6 separate regions of the Mus musculus genome follow, and regions 1, 2, 3, 5 and 6 are each linked to region 4. A link is a contact called in public HiChIP or PLAC-seq, capture Hi-C and promoter capture Hi-C data. All regions are on one chromosome and are shown on one strand. The core of a region is the stretch at or near the end of the contact, and the rest is flanking DNA. Distances in the headings are between cores, read along the strand shown. Region 1 holds the start of Sigirr (single immunoglobulin and toll-interleukin 1 receptor (TIR) domain). Region 2 holds the start of B4galnt4 (beta-1,4-N-acetyl-galactosaminyl transferase 4). Region 3 holds the start of Pkp3 (plakophilin 3). Region 4 holds the start of Adam8 (a disintegrin and metallopeptidase domain 8). Region 5 holds the start of Ap2a2 (adaptor-related protein complex 2, alpha 2 subunit). Region 6 holds the start of Ifitm6 (interferon induced transmembrane protein 6).

Evidence for each region. Promoter capture Hi-C pulls out the DNA fragments that hold promoters and counts their contacts. HiChIP or PLAC-seq counts read pairs in DNA pulled down with a chosen protein or histone mark. Capture Hi-C pulls out chosen DNA fragments and counts their contacts.
Region 1: a contact with region 4 is called in a promoter capture Hi-C map of hippocampal neurons, with 5 times the contacts expected there. The contact joins the promoter of Sigirr here to the promoter of Adam8 in region 4. A contact is called at or near these places in 6 of 39 promoter capture datasets (cranial neural crest, frontonasal cranial neural crest, hippocampal neurons and 2 more) and 1 of 9 other capture datasets (adipose tissue).
Region 2: a contact with region 4 is called in an H3K4me3 HiChIP or PLAC-seq map of embryonic forebrain, with 5 times the contacts expected there. The contact joins the promoter of B4galnt4 here to the promoter of Adam8 in region 4. A contact is called at or near these places in 3 of 115 datasets of contacts at active chromatin or transcription factors (bone marrow-derived macrophages, embryonic forebrain and embryonic hindbrain).
Region 3: an H3K4me3 HiChIP or PLAC-seq map of bone marrow-derived macrophages shows a contact between it and region 4, with 2.8 times the contacts expected there. The contact joins the promoter of Pkp3 here to the promoter of Adam8 in region 4. A contact is called at or near these places in 5 of 39 promoter capture datasets (the 3T3-L1 cell line, cranial neural crest, frontonasal cranial neural crest and 2 more) and 3 of 115 datasets of contacts at active chromatin or transcription factors (bone marrow-derived macrophages, embryonic forebrain and embryonic hindbrain).
Region 5: a contact with region 4 is called in a capture Hi-C map of embryonic stem cells, with 2.8 times the contacts expected there. The contact joins the promoter of Ap2a2 here to the promoter of Adam8 in region 4. A contact is called at or near these places in 1 of 39 promoter capture datasets (pre-B cells) and 1 of 9 other capture datasets (embryonic stem cells).
Region 6: a promoter capture Hi-C map of second pharyngeal arch cranial neural crest shows a contact between it and region 4. The contact joins the promoter of Ifitm6 here to the promoter of Adam8 in region 4. A contact is called at or near these places in 7 of 39 promoter capture datasets (the HPC-7 cell line, HPC-7-derived erythroid cells, cranial neural crest and 5 more), 2 of 484 Hi-C or Micro-C datasets (bone marrow-derived macrophages and embryonic stem cells) and 1 of 115 datasets of contacts at active chromatin or transcription factors (bone marrow-derived dendritic cells).

What each region holds. Positions count from the first base shown.
Region 1 is chr7:141,099,127-141,102,495 of GRCm38.p6, forward strand. Sigirr (single immunoglobulin and toll-interleukin 1 receptor (TIR) domain) reads right to left here and starts at 1,420. Exons shown (of 10, transcript NM_001355055.1): 1 at 1,353-1,420. It overlaps Ano9 (anoctamin 9), which reads right to left. Exons shown (of 24, transcript NM_178381.3): 21 at 3,299-3,369; 22 at 3,132-3,225; 23 at 2,893-3,005; 24 at 2,093-2,801. The coding sequence ends at 2,774.
Region 2 is chr7:141,059,725-141,062,959 of GRCm38.p6, forward strand. It overlaps B4galnt4 (beta-1,4-N-acetyl-galactosaminyl transferase 4), which reads left to right and starts at 1,254. Exons shown (of 20, transcript NM_177897.4): 1 at 1,254-1,700. The coding sequence starts at 1,550. It overlaps Gm39114 (a long non-coding RNA gene), which reads right to left and starts at 1,315. Exons shown (of 2, transcript XR_881000.2): 1 at 1,074-1,315.
Region 3 is chr7:141,078,310-141,081,294 of GRCm38.p6, forward strand. It overlaps Pkp3 (plakophilin 3), which reads left to right and starts at 1,460. Exons shown (of 13, transcript NM_019762.2): 1 at 1,460-1,792. The coding sequence starts at 1,561.
Region 4 is chr7:139,990,745-139,994,055 of GRCm38.p6, forward strand. Adam8 (a disintegrin and metallopeptidase domain 8) reads right to left here and starts at 1,818. Exons shown (of 24, transcript NM_001291066.2): 1 at 1,688-1,818; 2 at 602-702. The coding sequence starts at 1,727.
Region 5 is chr7:141,560,547-141,563,541 of GRCm38.p6, forward strand. Ap2a2 (adaptor-related protein complex 2, alpha 2 subunit) reads left to right here and starts at 1,634. Exons shown (of 22, transcript NM_007459.3): 1 at 1,634-1,880. The coding sequence starts at 1,814.
Region 6 is chr7:141,015,458-141,018,475 of GRCm38.p6, forward strand. Ifitm6 (interferon induced transmembrane protein 6) reads right to left here and starts at 1,435. Exons shown (of 2, transcript NM_001033632.1): 1 at 1,243-1,435; 2 at 355-702. The coding sequence starts at 1,401. The coding sequence ends at 547.

The DNA.
Region 1 (3,369 bases), core at 170-2,669, 1.1 Mb after region 4:
GCAGCAATGAAAATAATCTTATGAAGCCTGGCTGTGGTGGCCCAAGCCTTTAATCCCAGCACTTGGGAGGCAGAGGCAGGCGGATTTCTGAGTTCAAGGCCAGCCTGGTCTACAAAGTGAGTTCCAGGACAGCCAGGGATACACAGAGAAATCCTGTCTCGAACCCCCCCCCCAAAAAAAAGAAAAAAAAATAACCTTATGGTTGGGGGTCACCACAACATGGGGAATTGTATTAAAGATTAAAGAGTTGCAGCTTCATAACAGTAGCAAAATTAGTTATGAAGTAGCAACAAAAATAACTTTATGGTTGGGAGTCACCACAACAAGAACTGTATTAAAGGAAGGTTGAGAACCACTGTTCTATCCCATACCCCAGCCTCAGGCCACTCTTGCATAAAAACTCAGATGGCCTCAGATATTTGCCTCTGCAGTCTTTTGAAGGCACTCCAGGGCCTCAGAATTTAAATCCCAGCCTAGACCCTCGGATCACTCAGCATTGCCTCCGTATTTTGAGGTTCCTGGAAGGCCCAGGTCCTGGAGGCACAGTCCTTGAGCTATAGGGGCATCCTGTGCTATCAGATGAGTGAGTGTTCTGGAGCTTCGGAGCTCGAAGCCCCAGGCCCGCTCCCCACTTGTGGATCCGGTTTTTTGCTGCTCAGCATCTCGACACCTGGGTGCTGCTCAGCGCTACTCTTGCGCCGCCCCTGTTTCTGGTGTGTGTTGGATCCCCACATATCTTTCTTTAAAGAAAGGAGTGTGCATAAAAGGCCTCGAGGAGACCAATTCCCCGAGTTCATCCAGCTCCTACTTCTTGCCCTTGGTCTTCTGCGGGTGGCGCACGACCTGTTTCCCGGAACTCAACAGGTGAGGCAAGCCGACCTATCAGGCACGCGTGCAGAAGATGGGGACGCGCACGGAGAGCGGAAGCGCGCCGACAGCTAGTCTGGGCGCGCACCGAACGCTGGCGCTCACAGGAGGCGAAGGCTCTGCTAGGGTCCCCGCGAGCCCGGGTCCCTGCCAGCCTCTCACTCTGCTCAGGTGTCCTAGACTTGCTTAGGTTTGAGATACGTTTGTTGGGAGCGAAGGCGAGGTATTACGACCCCTCGCCCGCCTCTACAGGCTTGCACTTAAATCAAGAGGAAGCTATTGACCATGTTGGGCAGAATGAAAAGAGCAAGGCCAGAGAAGGGGACTGGACGCAGTGCTCTCGAGCTTCCGGGCTGAGCGGGAAACCCGTCTGGTTCAGAGCTACTTCCTGCGGGACCATGGCCCCAAGGCTCCTCGGAGCAAAGTGCTCCCAGGTCCTCAACCCTAAAACTGGAGCGGCTCCAGGAACCAGGACCTCTACTCACCTCCGCGTGTCTGAGTCACGACTGCCACCCACCTGAGACTCGCGCGGAAGCTGACAGTTTACCTGTCCGAGGTGCGCAGCGGCGACAGACCCAGCGGCAGGTGCAGCCCCGCCCCGCAGGCAGGGCTAGGGCGGACCTAGTGTCCCGCTTTAAGCCTGAGGCTAGTGCTGGTGAGTGTAGGAAGTTCCGTCCCGGGATCTTCAAACTTCCCGGCTTAGGGGCAGGGTTTGGTTTGACCAAAGGAGCCCAACCAGCGCAACCCGCAAAGGGCCACCCTGCTGACTGTCATGGTGTTTTGCCTCTCCAGCCCAAACTCTTCCTTTTCCTCCAGAAAGTCTTTCTTGATTCACATCCCACTCATAACTGACCCCGTGTCTTCTCTTGCCACTCAAAACCCCAGATATTTGGAAGAACCTTCTTCCATAAGGTGCCCCGCGCTTAGACAAAGAGGCAAAGCCGGGCGGTGGTGACGCATGCCTTTAATCCCAGCACTCGGGAGGCAGAGGCAGGCGGATTTCTGAGTTCGAGGCCAGCCTGGTCTACAAAGTGAATTCCAGGACAGCCAGGGCTATAGAGAGAAACCCTGTCTTGAAAAACCAACCAACCAACCAAACAAAAACCAAAGACAATGAGGCAAACCAAAGAAGAGCCAGGTGGCCCCAGGCTGCCATAATTCATCCCATCTCAATCTAGCCCAGGGAAGAAATAATCTCTAGAAACTGGATCTACATCATGAGGCTCAGAAATCAATACACACAGGTTTATTTTGCTTGTAAAAAGTTTTGCCGCTGTACGGATCCAGGTTAACTGGGAGGGAGGGGATCCAGAAGTTACTCTCTAGGCTTCCCACAAAGCAGGAGGCCACAGAGCAGGATCTGAGGCCCAGAAGCCAGGAGGTCCATGGCTTCCCACAAAGCAGGAGGCCACAGAGCAGGATCTGAGGCCCAGAAGCCAGGAGGTCCATGGCATTTAGGCTAATTTTACTGCATGGGGGTTTTATGAGCAACCTGCAGTTCTATAGGTACTAGGGTCATTCAAGAGTCTCAAGTCAGGTCTGTACCAATCTGAACCGTAGGAAAGTTGAAGCAAACCCCACAGGCACATCTGTGCCGTTCATAAATACCCTAAATATACATGGATTTCAATGATCCCTACATATACAAGTCTCCCGTGGTTAACATATACACATGGGCTTCGTAGGATGCCCATATACACCTACATATAGTCTAGGCCCTCCTTTGATCTTCATGTATTAACATATATGTAGACCATCCAGGATCCTACATATACATGGGCCATTTTACAGCCTCCCTCAACACATACATACACATTGTTATGGATAGGGGCAAGCTGTAGAGGTGGGGACTTATTCCTAGTCCAGGCTCCTGGAAAGTGGCATTTCTCCACCTGCCCCAGGTCGTCTATACATCCGTGCTCCTGGAACTGAAGCTGCAGGAAGGATAGGGTTGGTATGGGTCGGAGGCCAGGCCTGTCCCCAGGCAGAGACCTGCTCCAGCCAGGTGAGCCTCTACATCCCTACCGCATTCTATGGCGAATTCTGTCATACTTCTCCTGCAGAACCTCATTCTTCACTTTCTGGGGCACATCAGGCACAAACCACGCAGCAATGAGTTTGATGCACAGGGCAAAATGCTGCAGGCAATAGGGAGCGTGGCCCAGCAAGGTCAGTGGCTAGGAAGAATCTTTAGGATTTGGGGGCTAGGAAAGAGGAATAAGAGGAATAAGCCCTCTCCTCAGGCTCACTCACAATTTACCCACCTCAAAGAGGATAACAAAGGTCAGTCGGATGGCCAAAATGAACCAGAACTGCTCAGACAAGTTGTAGTCATGCTCATTTCGGTAGTCCCGGTACCTGGAGTAGGGAAATACCCAGGTCAGGAATCAGGAGTTTAGAGGCCGTTTATGGGGGATGAAAGGTTCCAAACCTGCACACGGTCACGTTTTCTTGGCCTTCCATCCTGCTGTGGTCATTGAAGTGTTTGGTGTAGAAGACAGA
Region 2 (3,235 bases), core at 4-2,503, 1.1 Mb after region 4:
CTGGATGACTAGGAAGATGAAAAAGTAGCTACAACAAGCTGGTGTGTGCTGAGACAATGTTCAGGATATAAACAAGTGCAGGCATCAGAAACAAAGTCAGGACAGGAAACCAGCTGATGAGAACAGCAGCTGATGCCTGGAAGAAAGTTAAAACAAAACAAAACAAAACAAAAAAACCCGACAGAAACAATTAAAAAGTTTTTTTTTTAAAGAAAGAAATGTGGCCAATTTGATTTTATGTCCCAAGGATACATAGTGATGGTGGGGTAATGTTAAAAACAAAGGCAAGCCAGGTGTGGTGACACATGCCTTGAATCCCAGCACTCAGGAGGCAGAGGCAAGCAGCGGTCTAAGAGCTCCAGGCCAACTAAGGCTACACAGTGAGACACTGTCTCAAAACAACACAAACTAAACAAAACCAGCAAAGCCACCTTGCAAACAGCACAGTGGTGCATGTGGTATGGGAAGGCTCCCTTGCCTACTGAGCTGGAGGCCACCCCTTAGAACAGACACTGGAAGTTGCCCAGTCATCTCCACTGGGGCACACCCACCCAGGGTGCGAAGGTCTCTAAGAGATTCCATCTCCTTCCAATGGCTTCTTTCTACTTAAGGCCATGGCATCACGGAGGAAGGGAGACTATTTAAATGTCCAGTCCCCATTCCTAACCCACGAGCTCTGCAGGCTCACAGCAGCTTCTGCTACACCAACTGAAGTACCCTGGTCATTAGGCTGGAACCTCAAAGAGAAGCGGCTGGTGGTAAGGTGGGAGAGAGGTGGTAGTCAGGAGGGCTGGGATGCACCAGCTAGAAAGCGAATGGAGTGCACAACTGAAGCTATCTGGATAGAACCACCCTCCACCCACCTGTCCTTCCTTACAGCTAGCCGAGAACATCCCAGCCTCGTTTTAGTCCGACTGAGAGGAAGGCTGAGCTCCTTCTCTGCGTGCTCATTATTCCCAGCGTTTTCCCAGACACGCAGCCGGATTCCCGCAGCACCCCTCGTCCCTGCCATGGCCTCCACAGTAACAACGACCTCTTACATCCCTCTCCCCGACGTCCCTGGTGTCCCTCACCGCAGATTCGGTCCCCACAACCCCCGCATCCCCGGGCGCGCGGCCGGCGAACACCAGGTGAATGCGCGCGTCGTGTGGATCATTGGCACACCCTAACGCGCCACCCCGCCTCCGAGCATCACGGATTGGTTGTACGCGGGCTGGCCGCGGCCGATTGGCTCGGGCACCGCGACCATCGGTCCCGTTTCACGCTGGGTAGCACCGCAGCGTGGATGCTGCTCGGTCCCGCGGCGTCCAGAGGAGCGTGAGCAGCCGGGAGGGGCGGGCGGGGGAGCGCCTCAAGGAGCCGCTCCCGCCGCCCACCCCGACCGCGGCCTGAGCAGCCCGGGAGTAGTGGCCGAATCCCGTAGTCCCCGCAGCGGACAAAGGACCATGCGGTGCTGCAGGCGCTAAGCGCAGCAGGGTGGGCCGGGGGATGTGGGGCGGGGCAGGCGGGGCCGGGGGGCCGCAGCGACGCCCCTGATTGTGGCGCCGCGATGCCGTGGTTCCCGGTGAAGAAGGTCCGCAAGCAGATGAAGCTGCTGCTGCTGTTGCTGCTGCTCACCTGCGCCGCGTGGCTCACGTATGTGCACCGGAGCCTGGTGCGCCCGGGCCGCGCGCTACGCCAGCGGCTGGGCTACGGGCGAGGTACGCGATGGCGCGTAGCGAGAGGGCCCGGACCTCCCAAGGCCTGGGGGTCTGACTGCCCAGAGCCCCTGCTGTCCTGCTCCTCCCAGCTCAGCTATATTGGGGGAGGGGTCGCGGTTCTGTTCGGCGGGACGCCCAGTGACGTCAGCAGTAACGCCAGGGACCCTCGGGGCTCATCCCTACCTTTTCCGACCCTGGAATCTGGCTTAGATCCGGTGGTGATGGAGTTAACGGTGGGCCCTTGGGGGAACCGGTGCCCTCAGCTAAGAGGCTTGTCAGGCCATTGCCTACTTAGCAGGGCCTCGGTTTCCTCATCTTCTGGAAGGTGGGGAGGTAAGGGTGGTGTTGAGGGATCCAGCTGCCTAGAGTGGCCAGAGCAGCTGGAAACCCTGGGTACACCTGTGAGTGAACTGAGATGTCTGTGTGCTAGGGACCAATGCTAACTTGAGTAAATGCTTGCTGTAGTTTGCACGTTTAAGAGTGGTCAGAGGATGTACAAAGCAACTTAGGCCTGTGGGTAAGAATCCGGGGAGAACCTCTGGAGTTGGTGGCCATTGGACCCACACCTTGGGGGAAAACTCTCCAGAGCAGGGTGAACATCAATGACAGCTAGGTAGAGAAAGACCAGGGAATGAGCCTGGAGAAGCCTAACCAAGCCACGTAGAGCTCAGCCCCATCTTTGTGAGGGAAGCTGGTGAGCTGAGGAGGGGAGCAAGTATCTCTCCTCTCAAAGTCTCAGAGCAGTGACACTGGCTCACTATGTTCTGGTCCAGTCCACCTGATGGATCCAGAACTCCCTTTTCAGCCCTGCACCTGTCTCCTGCCTGCAGAGGCCCTCTGCCTCTTCTTATGCCTGGACAACTGTTTCCAGACATCTTCCAGCAGATCCTGGGCCAAGGATCTGAGACAGATCCCAGCCCTCAAGAAAGTCTATGGGTCATCCCAAACCATGTACCTTATTAGCTGTGACGTCTTCAAGATATCCTGCCACAGCTCTATCCCGAAGAGATAAGTCTGGACTCAGAGCTGACCCAGTACCCAATAAAGCCAGCTCCCACCAGCTGCCCTTGTGGGTTCAGCTGACTTCCTGAGCAATTTGTTTCTGTCTGAGACCAACCAGGAAGGAATGAAGACAGGGAACCCCACTGTTGAAGATTGATCACGAGGGCAGCTGGCTCTGACTCCTCCTAGGTGGGTAGGATCTATTCTGGATCCTGGAAGATCAGTCCTGCCCAATGGCACTGCTAGAAGCAGCCTGGGCGGCACAGATGGGGCCCCAGCCACACACTCTCTTCTCTGGGCTGAAGGCCATCTCCTGTCTGGCCACCTGGGACCCACCAGGCACCACAAGGCATGTGAGAAATTGGGTAGCTGCAAGCGCCTGAGACTTTCCTGACAGTGTCGTCAGTCTTCAGAGCTGGCAACGTTCAGCGGGTGTCCAGCAGCCTGTGCGTATAGATACCTCCAAGTGAGGGTGGGGCAGATAACTGTCCCTTTGTGCTGAGGCTTAGCCTGAGCTGAGAGCCCACTACAGA
Region 3 (2,985 bases), core at 210-2,709, 1.1 Mb after region 4:
GAAGCTGGGCCCTGATGGAGCCCACCGCAGGATCTCGGACCCGGATGGAGCCCAGAAGGAATTGTCCTACAGCAGGGACCTCCAGAATGAGCCAGGGAGCCAGTGGGGGCCAGACCAGCGGCAAGGTAGGTTGCCCAGCCCCTGCCTCCAGCCACAACCAGTAGATCCCCGCCAGATTCTATCCTGGGGGTAGGGGGCTTCACCCTCGGTGCTCTCTCCCCAGCAATCTCTGACCTCTGACCTCTGACTCCCATCCTCTAGCCCTTCCTACTCATCCTGATCCTGTCCTGGATGCTGTCATTCTCTGAGCACTCTCCGTTTCCAGGACTCTGCGCCTAGTCACCCTCTGTTAATGTCTTTAAGAGTCCAGGACTCTTAAAGGGCCTGGTGTGGGACAGAGAGCTCAGGCTGAGCCCAGGGACTAGATTTTAGAAAAGTACAGCCCTTAGGATAGAGACCCAGGAATACTTAAGGGAAGTCCCAGGGAACGTGAGGCAACTTGTTCCCATACGCCAACTTTCCTAGTTTTGTCTTTTAACCTTCCCAATCTACCTAGATGGCCGGCCTAACTCACAGCATGCTAGCCTACCTGACAGGGGTGCTTGGGAGACCTTCTAGGAACAAGCTTTGGTGCCCCTCACTTCCAGTCTCCCCGCTTTCTCTAGCCCAGCTCTCCCCCCAAACCTCCTGGCCCCCCAGCCTGGCAGGTGCTGACATGAGCCTAGGCCCCTCTGAGTCAACCCCCTGGGGCAGCCCCGCCTGCCAGCCATGACTCAGATGTTGGGAACGGGGCCTCCCACCCCAGGCCTGGGGGGCAGAAGCTGGGGAGAGATGCCAGAGAGGGCCAAGCAGCCCTTCTGAAGCCTCTGTACAGGTAGAGGCTGGGGTGAGTTTCCAGATTCGCAGGTCAGGGGGTGGACATATGTCTACCTCACTGGGCTCTCTTATTGAGTTGTCAGGCCCAGGTTTAGGGCCATCATGGTACTGCTCTTGACCCTAAAACTCTAGCACTCAAGTTCTTTATCCTCTATCCGGACTCTGTAAACCTGAAACTGTGTCTGGATGCCAACCCTGCTGGGACCTCAACAAGCCTGGGTCCAGCTGTCTTGGAAGCTGCTTGGTCTTTGGTACTCTAGAGCTCCCAACCCCCCAGGCTGGGACATTCCTTCTCATATGGCTTGTAGTGACAGGCTCCCACAGGCTCCCTGCCCTACTCTCAAACTGAGAACGCTGGCACCCATGGGGTTTGGTCTGGACTTGGAAGACTGAGAGCAAGTAGAACCCACGTTCCTGTGGCCCTGGGACAGGAGGAAAGGGAAGGCCAGGCGACTTGAGGACACGCAGGGCCAGTTCTTCCGCCCAAATTCCACCTTAAGCAGGCAGAGGCCCCTCCCTCCCACCTGGCCCAGGTGTCCCCGCCCCCAGCCAAGCTCTGGGCTGGGCGGGCGGGCGGGCGTCTGTCTATGAGAGCCAGCCAGGAAGAGACTCTGGAACCGGGCCTCGAGGGACAAGACCGGGAGAGGCCCAGGACAGGTGGGCTGGCTAGTCGCCCCTGTCACTATGCAGGAAGGTAACTTCCTGCTGTCTGCCCTGCAGCCTGAGACTGGTGTTTGCTCCCTGGCTCTGCCTTCGGACCTACAGCTGGATCGCCGGGGTGCGGAGGGACCGGAGGCTGATCGACTTAGAGCTGCCAGAGTCCAGGAGCAAGTCCGAGCCCGCCTCCTGCAGCTGGGCCAGCAGTCGCGGCACAATGGGTCTGCTGAGCTTGATGGCTCCGCGGAGAGCGCCAGAGGTAGGCCAACTTTGGGTATGGTAGGCGACAGAGGGTAATGAAGTTGGTAGTGGTGACAGTGGCCGGTGGAGGTGGCCAGGGCAGGAGTGGTGGTGCCAGGGGCAGAAGCCGTCCAAGCTCGGGGTTCAGGCTTTGACTCACCTTACAGAGGCCTGTTCTGAGTCACTGCCCCGCCCCAGCAGGCATAGGGAGTAGCCTGGGTGGGGCATCTCTCCTTCCCCAGCCGGGACAGGGGTCCTGGGGCTGGGCCTACCCACTCCCTAAGTTGGAAAGACTTGGAGGCACAAGGTGAGCAGCCAGGCCCACCTGTCGGCAAACCCCCAAACACATTCCCTCCCAGCACCACAGAACACAGGCATACTTGAGGTCTCAGAGAGGCCAGAGTGCCTCCTGACCAAATGGTAACAGCATGTGAGAGAGGGGTGATCCTGGATAGAGCCCAGGTCTGTCTGGAGCAGGGGCTCCCTGAGGAATTGCAGAACTGGGCCTACCAGGAGTGACCCAGATACACTTCATGAGAATAGCCCAAAGGGTACTCCTCAGGGGCAGTGTGTGTGTGTGTGTGTGTGTGTGTGTGTGTGTCTGTGTCTGTGTCTTTGTGTGTGTTAGAGGGTCACTCAGACAGGCTGGGCTCAAGGCAGTCACTCCAGAAACATCCTTTCCATACCTGCCAGGCTACAACAACAGGAATTAAATTTAGCCAGTACAATGAACCTCTGTTCGGAGGTCCAGCCCTCAGTTCTCAGTGGTCCCATGATGTCTGGCCAGAAGGAGAGGGTTGTCTGGCAGAAGGGCAGGTCAGGAGCTGGATTGCTGCCTAAAATCTGAGCCTAAGTCTTTCTGGAGCCAAGTTGATGCCCAGGGGTCATGGGGTGGGGGAGGGTACACGGAGGGGTTAATTATCACTTGGCTACCCTGCCAATTAGGGGGAGGAGGATAGTAATTTGAGGGTGGGCGTAAGGTCCCCAGGCTGGGGTGTGCCCCCTAGGCTGGCCCTCACTAGCGTCAAAGGGTTAACAGCCCCTGCCCAGAAGCCTCATTAACCTGGGTGGATCTGGGGAACATCAGACTGTCCTCCCCCTGAGCTGAATGGGAAGGAGCGAAGGAAGGCCCCTTCCCCACACCAATACTGACCTCTGTAGCAGGTGCTCTGCTCAAAGGAGTGCTTCCCAAACCCAGAGGAGCCTTGGCAA
Region 4 (3,311 bases), core at 568-3,067:
GCCAGAGATTCAGAGCAGGTGTGTGCTCCATACTCTGTGACCTTTTACTCCTACACCATGTGTACAACCAGCTCGCCTTAGGGACAGCATACACCAGGAAAGAGGAAAGCCCAGGCAGAGATGTTTCCTGAAGATCCAAACAAGGACAGGGCCAGGAATCTTCCTGGAGGTCTAGAGGCTGTTCTCAGTTCCCAGTTCCAGGAAATCCCAAGCTGAGAGGTTCTTGATGCATACACATAGCTTTAGGGTGAGCAGCTGCTGGCTAATCTAACAAACCACTGCCAACTGAAACTGGGGAGTGGCCCAGGGCAGCACAAACTGCTGTACCTTTCCTGGGTGAGAGGCCTCTCCAGGCTGGGCCAATGGTCTCAAAAGGAGCAAGGAAGTGAGTGGGCTCTAGTGCTACCTTGGGGGCCCTAGGACCCTGTTTTCTGGGGGCGGGGCAGCAGAAGGCAGGAGGAAGTGGTAAACACAGGAGGACCATCGCCATGCCCAGAAGCACAGACAGGTTGAAGTTCTGGAGCTGCGCAGGGCAGCCTCCAGAGACTGCCGGTCCTTTTAAAGACACAGGTTGTGTGGCCAGGCTAATGGGTAGACTTACCCAGTGGGAGGGCAGGGCTCTGCGGGAGCGGGATGCAGCTAGGCGCCGAGGCCAAACCACTTCATACTGTTTCACATGGGGCAAAGGAGGTCCAGGGGCTACTGCTTCAGGAGAAAGGGGGGTCAGAGGTCCAGCAGTGTCTAGCCAGAGTTAGCTCTTTTATCTGGGTATTCACCACAAGGCTCAGTGCCAGCAATGGGATCTGACCCCATGGCCCAGATAAGAGCTTTGTGCCTAAACCACCAGCTCCATCACACCAGAGTCAAGCTGTCTGAGCCCAGCACACCTGGGCACAGTGCCCCCAGAAGAACCTCATCCACTCACCCCACCCTTCCCCAGTGCCTGTTTGAACCTACACAGGCAGAACACATGTAGGCCCTATGGTCTGCCTGCCAGACATCTAGAGTTGACCTTAGCTACATGATCGTAGCTAACTGATGAACACACACCCTCCCTCAGGCTTTTCTCTCCCACCGGAAAACTTCCTGCTCAACAACTGATGGGGGACTGGTTTAGAGAGCACCTATCTGTAGGCAGGTCCAGTTTTAGAGACCACCTGCTGATCTCTTGCATAGGCAAGGGGCACAGCCACTTAACCCCAGGGTTGAGAGGTAAGAGAAGAGACCACTCCAGCCAGGGTCCTCCCAGGACAGGAAAACCAAGCCTCCCAGTGGGAGGCAGGATCCCATGCTGCTAGAGAACTGGGACCATCGTGCCTCTAGCTTCTGTCCCCGCCTAGCTAGAGTTATGCATCCCCCAGGATCCCAAAGGTGAACCTTGCTGCCTGGGACTCCTACAGCAGCAAGGGAAGCTGTCCTGTAAGTGCCACGCCTAGTGATGTCACTACTGTTCCTGTAACTAGCTCAATGAAAAAAGAAAAATCCCAGGAAACAATTTCTCTCACATTTCACTTTTGAAAAAAAAAAAAAATCTCAATTCTGACTTTTTCTGTTCCTACCTACTTTCTCCATACCCAGGGACCAGACCAACTCCAGGGAGGCAAGGTGAGCTGATCATGGTACATGGCCACTAGGCACACCACCAAGCAATGAATAGGCTCCTTGAAATCAAGTAGTCATCACTCACCTGGTGTCCATAAGACGCTGAGCAGCCAGAGGCCAAGCATGATGGGATCTGGAGCACACTAACCCTAGAGGTTCCACAAAGTACTCTCTTCATCACTGGCCTGGTACTTCTTTCTGAGTGCCCTTCCCACTGATCGGAACTGGCCAATCACTGGACCGCGGGGCGGAGCAAGGCGGGGCAAGAAGTACACACCTCTATACCAACACCCAGTTGGCAGCAACCAGCCTCCAGGGCAGTCTGGAGTTACAGAGGCCCCTCCGAAGTAACTTCTAGGTAGCTCCTATTGATCTCCCATGATTTTGGACAAAATTCATGGGAGATGGAGATGGTAAACAGACCAATTTGAGCAACTCTGCAGTTCTACAAGCTCCCAGTCCTGGTGGGGAGATTGTGGGATTGCCTCCCATGGCAGAGCTTTGGGAGTGCTAACTGGGTGGAGTCTAGCTGGAGGAAGATGACTTTTGGAGGGGAAGTGACTTATGAGCCTGAAATTTCAGAAGGGGACCCTTTGACTTTCTGGGCACTTGAAAGATGCAGACAGGGGCAAGAAAGGCAGTGTGGGCCCAGGACCAACTTGTGGGAGCTGACATTCCCAAAGCTCCTGCCCGGCTCCACGAGGCTTCTGAGGCCTCACTGGAGAGGCATATGCAGGGAGGAACCTGACTGATCCTTTTTTTTTTTTTTAAGATTTATTTATTTATTATATGTAAGTACACTGTTGCTGTCTTCAGACACTCCAGAAGACAGCATCAGATCTCATTACAGATGGTTGTGAGCCACCATGTGGTTGCTGGGATTTGAACTTGGGACCTTCGGAAGAGCAGTCGGCGTGCTTAACCACTGAGCCATCTCGCCAGCCCCCTGACTGATCCTTTGAGGTCCTACCTAACCTGTTAGGGGGTCCCGAGGCACCAGGCTCCTTTCCTGGATTCTGTCTTTCATGTCCTCAGGGTAGAGCTGACTCAGAGCCAGAGCTCTCAGCACCCCTACCATGGCCTGGCTTCCAGCTTCTCCAGGTGGGTCTGTTACTGTGGGAACCCAGGGCACTTGGGAATGTAGTCACGCCTGTTTATTATTTGTGGCACTGTTCGCTATACATCCTTGTGGGCACAGCTGTGGTCAGACCTCACAGACTTTACAGTTCTACCCCACAAGGGATAAGTAACCCAAGAGGAAAGGGAGACACCCAAACTACCAACAGAGCCTGACAGCTCGACCATAATGGGAAACTACAGGGTTGGGTTGGAGTCTTAGATCGTACCTAAGAATTTAAGCTGGGGCACACATGCTACTGTCACTCTTCTACCCTTGTGGATAAGGTCAGAAATGTAGCAATGGCTTAGGAATCTCAGCAGCAACCCGCTGCCTGAGGCATCAGCACAGTGTTCACTGCGAGGCTGTAATAGGTAGGCAGCAGCCAGAGCTCTCGGGTAAGGCTGACTTCCACATACACAGGATCTTAAATACTCTTACACTGCAAGTTAGGTGACAGCGAAAGTTCAAGGAAATGTGTTCTTAGTCAAATCAAAGGCAAAATCAAAACCTGTTGCCAGTAGCAACCATTGTCTTGTAAGTCCAACTGCCCATAGTGAAGATGGAGGAACAGTGTATAATCAAAAATTGG
Region 5 (2,995 bases), core at 384-2,883, 1.6 Mb after region 4:
TTGTGCGACACTTTATTATTATTTATTTTTGCTGTGACAAAAGCAAGCTAGGAAAAGGTTTTGTAGAAGCTCACAGTTGGAGGATATGTTCTCTCAGAATGGGAAGTCATGACTGTAAGAGCTCAGGCAGCTCGTCACATTGTCACCACAGCCAGGAAACAGATGAATGCTGTTGCTCACCCCGTTCCTTTTTATTCCGCTCAGGACCCTTACAGCCTATATTTATGGTGGGCCTCAATCAGACTAATCTAGAAACTTCCTGACAGGTGTGTCCAGATGTTTGTTTTCATGATGAGTGTAGTAGATCCTATCCAATATGACAACCAAGATTAACCATTTTTTAGACATGGCTCAGTGGGTAAAGGTGCTTCCTGGGACTCACAAGGTGGAAGGAAAAAAATTGACTCTCACAAAGTGTCCTTTGAGTTCCACATTGCACACCCCTTTCAATAAATAATTTATAATGAAATTATTTAAAATACTAACTATAGGATGGCTGTGGTGACTCTCAGAGTCAGTACAATGGAGGAGTCTGAGAATCTCCTGCAGTCTCATTCCTGTCTGGGCATAAGCAATGGGATTCCTATTGCCACCTGTCCAGCACTCCTTATATGGCCCAGAAGCATCTTTTTGATGGTGCAGACAAGCTGGAGGAAGTTTATTTTCTGGTGCTGGCTCTTTCACCTCTTAAAAAGTCAGGCAAATTCAGCAGCCTCACCAGAGATTTGGCTTATTATGTTCTCAGTTTCTTCCATCAGTCCTGGGACCTTGGTGGACTGCCTGATTTATAGGAGGGTCGTGCCTCTTATTCTCTGGACTAGGCTCTACCACATCTGTATAAAAGCAAGGGACAGAGAGTTCTGCCTAGTGGGTCTGGATCATGATAACCACCTTAGGTGTGAAGCTTCCTCTTCACAGAAGAGAGCTAGGGAAGAGCCACCATGATCTCCACTTCCTGGAGTGGTGGGCCAATCCCGCTCTTCTGCAAAATGGGTCCATAGGAAGGATCCAATGGGGCCACCTCGCTAGAGAGGGGAACAGGGGAGCAGAAGCAATAAGCAAAGGGGCCTGGATGAATGCTGAGAGGTTGTACTCCAGACAACAGTCACCTCGGCAAGAGTGGTCAGTCTAGCTTCAAGCCTCAGTTTCCCCATTTGTAAGGGAAGTAGGAACCTGGAGTAGCGCTTCCTTTTGTCCCAGTTTAGAGGCTTGTAAACGCCTCTCACTCCGGTTCCACGCCGGTGGCCTGGGGTAGGTCAGTCCAACTGCCAGGGCTCTGGGGCCGGTTTGCACAGGCAAAGGTTGACTGCTGTAGGTGCTAGTGCAGCCCGCTCCTCCCCTACACCCCTGTGTGACACTGGGTTGATCCCGCACTGGTGTCAGTGTCTCTGTCTAGGTAAAGCCGGGCTCACCCGTGAGAGCGAGATCGGGGCTACTCCGGTATACATTGGAAGGATCCTTCACCAGGCGGTGATACCAGGAGGTGTAGCGCCTGCGCGCTCCGCACAGCTCCGGTTCTCCAAGCAGCAATCCGGCTCTATCCCGCGCCACGCCCCCATCCTCCTCGTCCTCCCCCCGCCCCCCAGCACCGCGAGAATGCGCACGCTCTCTTGCACCGCCCGTCGCCGGGCGCGAGGCTCAGCGTGCGCGCCAGCGCGTGCGTCGTGCGTGCTCGCGCGCGCAGCCCAGCGAGCGGCGCTCGGGGGCCCGAGGCGGCTGTGGCTAGGCGGCTCCGCGCTCCAGGGCTCTTCGGCGTGACCGCCGCGCCCGTGCTGTTCTAGCCCGCCGCCGAGGCCGCTCCCGGGGCGCAAAGATGCCGGCCGTATCCAAGGGGGACGGGATGCGAGGCCTAGCGGTCTTCATCTCCGACATCCGCAACTGTGAGTGCCAGACGCCGGGCGGGCCTGAGCGGGGGCGCGGCCGGGGGTCCGCAGGTGCGGCCGGGGGTCTGGGGGGTTCGGCCGGAACGGGGAGAGGGGTGTGGGCCGGTGCGCGGGTCCGCTCAGGCTTGAGAAGGAGGGCTGTGGAGTGCAGATCGCGCGGTGGGGCGGGGGTCCCGCGCGGGCGCTTAGGGTGCAGAGCGCGCGTCCTGGGTGCACATCTGGCGGGAGTTGGTAGCCTGCTGCGGGGGGACCAGACTGGGGTGATGGTGGTGGTGTCCCAAGTCCTGACCCGAAGATGAGGTGTAGAGTGAAGATTCGTGCTGGTGAGTGGGGCAGGGTCCTGGAGGTGCAAATCTGGCAGTGGGGTTGGGGTAGGAGCAGAGATGTTAGGCAGAGATCTGGGGTGCGGACCCCTGGTAGAGTGATTGCATGTATGGGTTTGGACAGTTGGGAGATTGCCTGTGGGTGTTCAGACTGAGGTGCGGGGCTTAGGTGTCTTGAGATCTAGGTGTAGCGATGGGAGTGCGGGGCGCGGTGGGGAGTCTGTGGGGTTTGTGGCACAGTCGAGGGGTTTCCGGCCCTAGACGCCCCTCCCCAGCATGATGTCATCTTGGTCTTTCTAGTAATGGAGCCTTTAACCCAGCCTTTTCCAAAACAGCGTGGATTTCTCTTTGGGCGGGGATAGGGACACTATACGTCTCTCGGACCTGATTCAGGCGGCATGTTGGGCGATGATTAGATCTCACCCACTGCGATTAAAGTGACTCATTCCCCCAGGGAACCGGGAGCAGCCGGGTGTGGATGCTGGAAGCTGCGCCTGCTTCTCCGCTGAGCAGTTCTGTAGCCAGTGTCCCCTGGGTGGAAAAAAAAAATCTGCTCAAAGTGAAATGGGTCGGAAGGTTAAAGGTCAGGCAGGGCGGGTGCCCAGGACTTTGGCTTACAGAAACTTCTGAGGGTTATCAGACACCCCCTTACTGATGAGAAGAAAAGCCATTTTCCTGTCAGTTTATTTTTTTCTTGGTATCCAGCAAATAGCTGACTCCATGATTTTTGTTACTTTAGAGATTAATATGCTTCCTGAGGAATTTTGCCCAGTGTGTCGTCACACTAAC
Region 6 (3,018 bases), core at 185-2,684, 1.0 Mb after region 4:
GTAAGCAATGCTTAGTTACTGCCTGCCTGGGACTGCTAGGTAAAAGAGAACACTATTCAGGATGCTTGTCAGCTGCTGTCTCCATCCTGAGGCCAGAATCCTACTTATCTGTGGATGCCCTGCACTATACACCCATCCACACCCACCCCATCCACACCCCTACCTCTTCAACAAGGAGAAAGCCAGGGAAACTCTGAGTAAGCTCAGTAGGGAGCAGTCAGGGGATAGGAAGTCTCACCACAATCGCTACCACGTGCACTTTATTGAATCCACTGTGAACATATGCATGAGGATAAACATTTACAGGAGGGTAGAGTGACAGGTTAGGGCCTCTGGCCAGGATAAGGGGCAACTCTGAGGGGCAGAGCACATGAATGCTTTCTTCACGAAGACAGTGCATGGAAGAATTTAGTAGTCCATTGACTTTGACAGTGCATGGAGTCCCACCCTTAGTATCTAATAGGTACTAAAGATACTAAATTCGGTACTAGTTTAGTTAATTAATAATTAGCTAACTAACTAGTTAGTACCTAACTAGTGGTTCTATTATCTTTGGTTACCTAGTAAGTTAAAGCTGTATAAAACGATAAGCATGATGTAGAAGATGAGGGAGATGACCAGAGCAAGGATGTTCAGAATCTTGGCGGTTGAAGCATGGGATTGGGCCCCAGTCATGTCGCCCACCATCTTCCGGTCCCTGGACTGAAAGAGATGAAAAGATCAGTGTGGCCTTGGAGCAAGTCATCAAGAGCCAGATGCTTTGCCTCAGTTTCCCCATTGTCCTTCCCGCTCAGTGCAGTCTCCTTCCTAATATCAGGGACCCCTCTCCCTTTCACACACTCAGACCATTCAGCAGACCCAAGAACTGTATGCTCAGCTCACCATGGGGCACCATTTTTTGTAAGTCTCACTTGCACCCAGCCTGGTGCCCCAGTCTGCAGGGTGAAGGGGCATTCCAGAAACTAAGCAGTAAGCAGAATGAATCCCTCTAAACTAGAGTGGAGACAGTCTCACCCCAGAATCCCTGGGCATTCTCTCCTTTTGCTTACATAGGAGAGTCTCCTACATACAACCCACATATACATTCTATATGCTACTTACACAGTCTATACATACAAACACATAAGTACATTCAGGACACCAAGGTGTGTCACACATACACAAACACAAAGCTGTACATGACCCAGGTGTCCTCTGGGCAGGAGGAGCCACAACCACATACATACCTTCTACAACACTCACCTTCACCGAGTAGATGTAGGCAATGAAACCCAGGCAGCAGCCATTCATGAACACTGTGTTAAATGTAGACCAGGTAATGTGATCCGGCTGGATAACATCACTGTTGATGCAAACCACAGTGGATGGCACTGGAGCTGAGTCAGGATCCCTCTTAACCATGTTTTTGTGCTTAAAGGAAGCAAGGAAGCTCTTGTTTCAAGGAAGTTCATATGGGTGGTGGAGTCACAGGCACTTTTATAGAACCATTGTGGTGTAAGATCCACATGCATGGGGAGGGGTTACATAAGATTGCTTCATACCCCACACACCCTCCCCACCCCACCTCCGCCCCCGCCTCCACCACCTCCTCAGTGGCCTCTTCAAAGTTCTACTTTCTCCAAAATTTCTGTTCCTGTTTGTAAACCAATGAACTGTCTGGGAAGTGGGAAGTGAAAACAGATTACTGAATGGTAATCACACTAGGATAGGGTTCAAGAAGGGCAAAAATCGGGAGACCCTCCTATACCAGATCCCAGTTCAGGACTTAGTCCTCTACCTCCCCAGCCCAGGCCAATAGCTACAGCAGCTATTTCCCCAGTCAGGAACCTGAAGCCTTCTACCATCCCATCTCCAGGGTGCCGAAGGTCAGTCCTCAAGATAGGAGCCTTCTCTGCAGAAACCCATGTCCACTTACTGGCTGACTTGCTTCAGACCAGGGCCAGAGAAAGCTACAAATCACTGCCATCCCTGTTGAGCCAGGACCAATGGATGGTCAGTACGGTGCCTTTCAGGCCAGGGCTCTGCTCACAGGCTGGGAGACTGCACTATTTATTTCAGACACTTGGCAGCGCCTTTGCAGTGCTAACTAACTTATTCATGTGATTCCACTTTCCCTTCTCAACCTTTATCCTTTTACTAAAAGACTTGGAGTTTGGGGGAAGATGGATATGTCTGGACCACACCCAGTGAGGCCACGAAATTCGCAACACCTGGTTGGCCGAGACCTTTCTGACACTGCAATCTCTTTTTCTTGCCTCAGTACACCCTGCCGGAAAGATGGCAAAACAGGATCGGAAAGAGATAAAGCAAGTTATGAATGTGCTCTTCAGTTTCCTCTGAATGACAGAAATTATGTTCCTGGAACAGTCCCCACCCCCAGGCCCCGGCCCTCTCCTCACACCACAGATGCTAGGCTACCTGCTCTTACTGTGTTCTCAGAAGCCCCAGGACCAGTAGATCTCAGCATGGCCAGGCCACCAAGGATAGAATGTCTTGTCCTAGCAGCCTGGACTTTTGGGTTCCTTCAAGCTGCTGTGCTTGGGGCTGGAGAGATGACTCAGTGATTAAGAGCACTGACTGCTCTTCCAGAGGTCCTGAGTTCAATTCCCAGCAACCACATGGTGGCTCACAACCATTTGTAATGGGATCCTTTGCCCTCTTCTGGTGTGTCTGAAGACAGCTACAGTGTAGTCATAGAAATAAAATAAATCTAAAAAAAAAAAAAAAAAAACTGCTGTGCTGGATCTTCCTTAAGGTAATTGTGTGACCAAGGGTGTTGGCATGTGGTAAGTTGTACCCATCGGGCGCATGGAGTATAAAGCATGGACTGACTTTCGAAGACTTGGTGTTCTGGTTCCAGTTCTGCTGCTATGACAAATAGCCCGACAATAAACAATTTAGAGAGAAAGGAGTTTATTTGCTTATAACTCCAAGTTACCACATATCATTCCCGTTAAGGCAGGAACTCAGTTAGTCATAGCACATCTGCAGTCAAGAGCAGAGAAGTGCGTGGGGTCA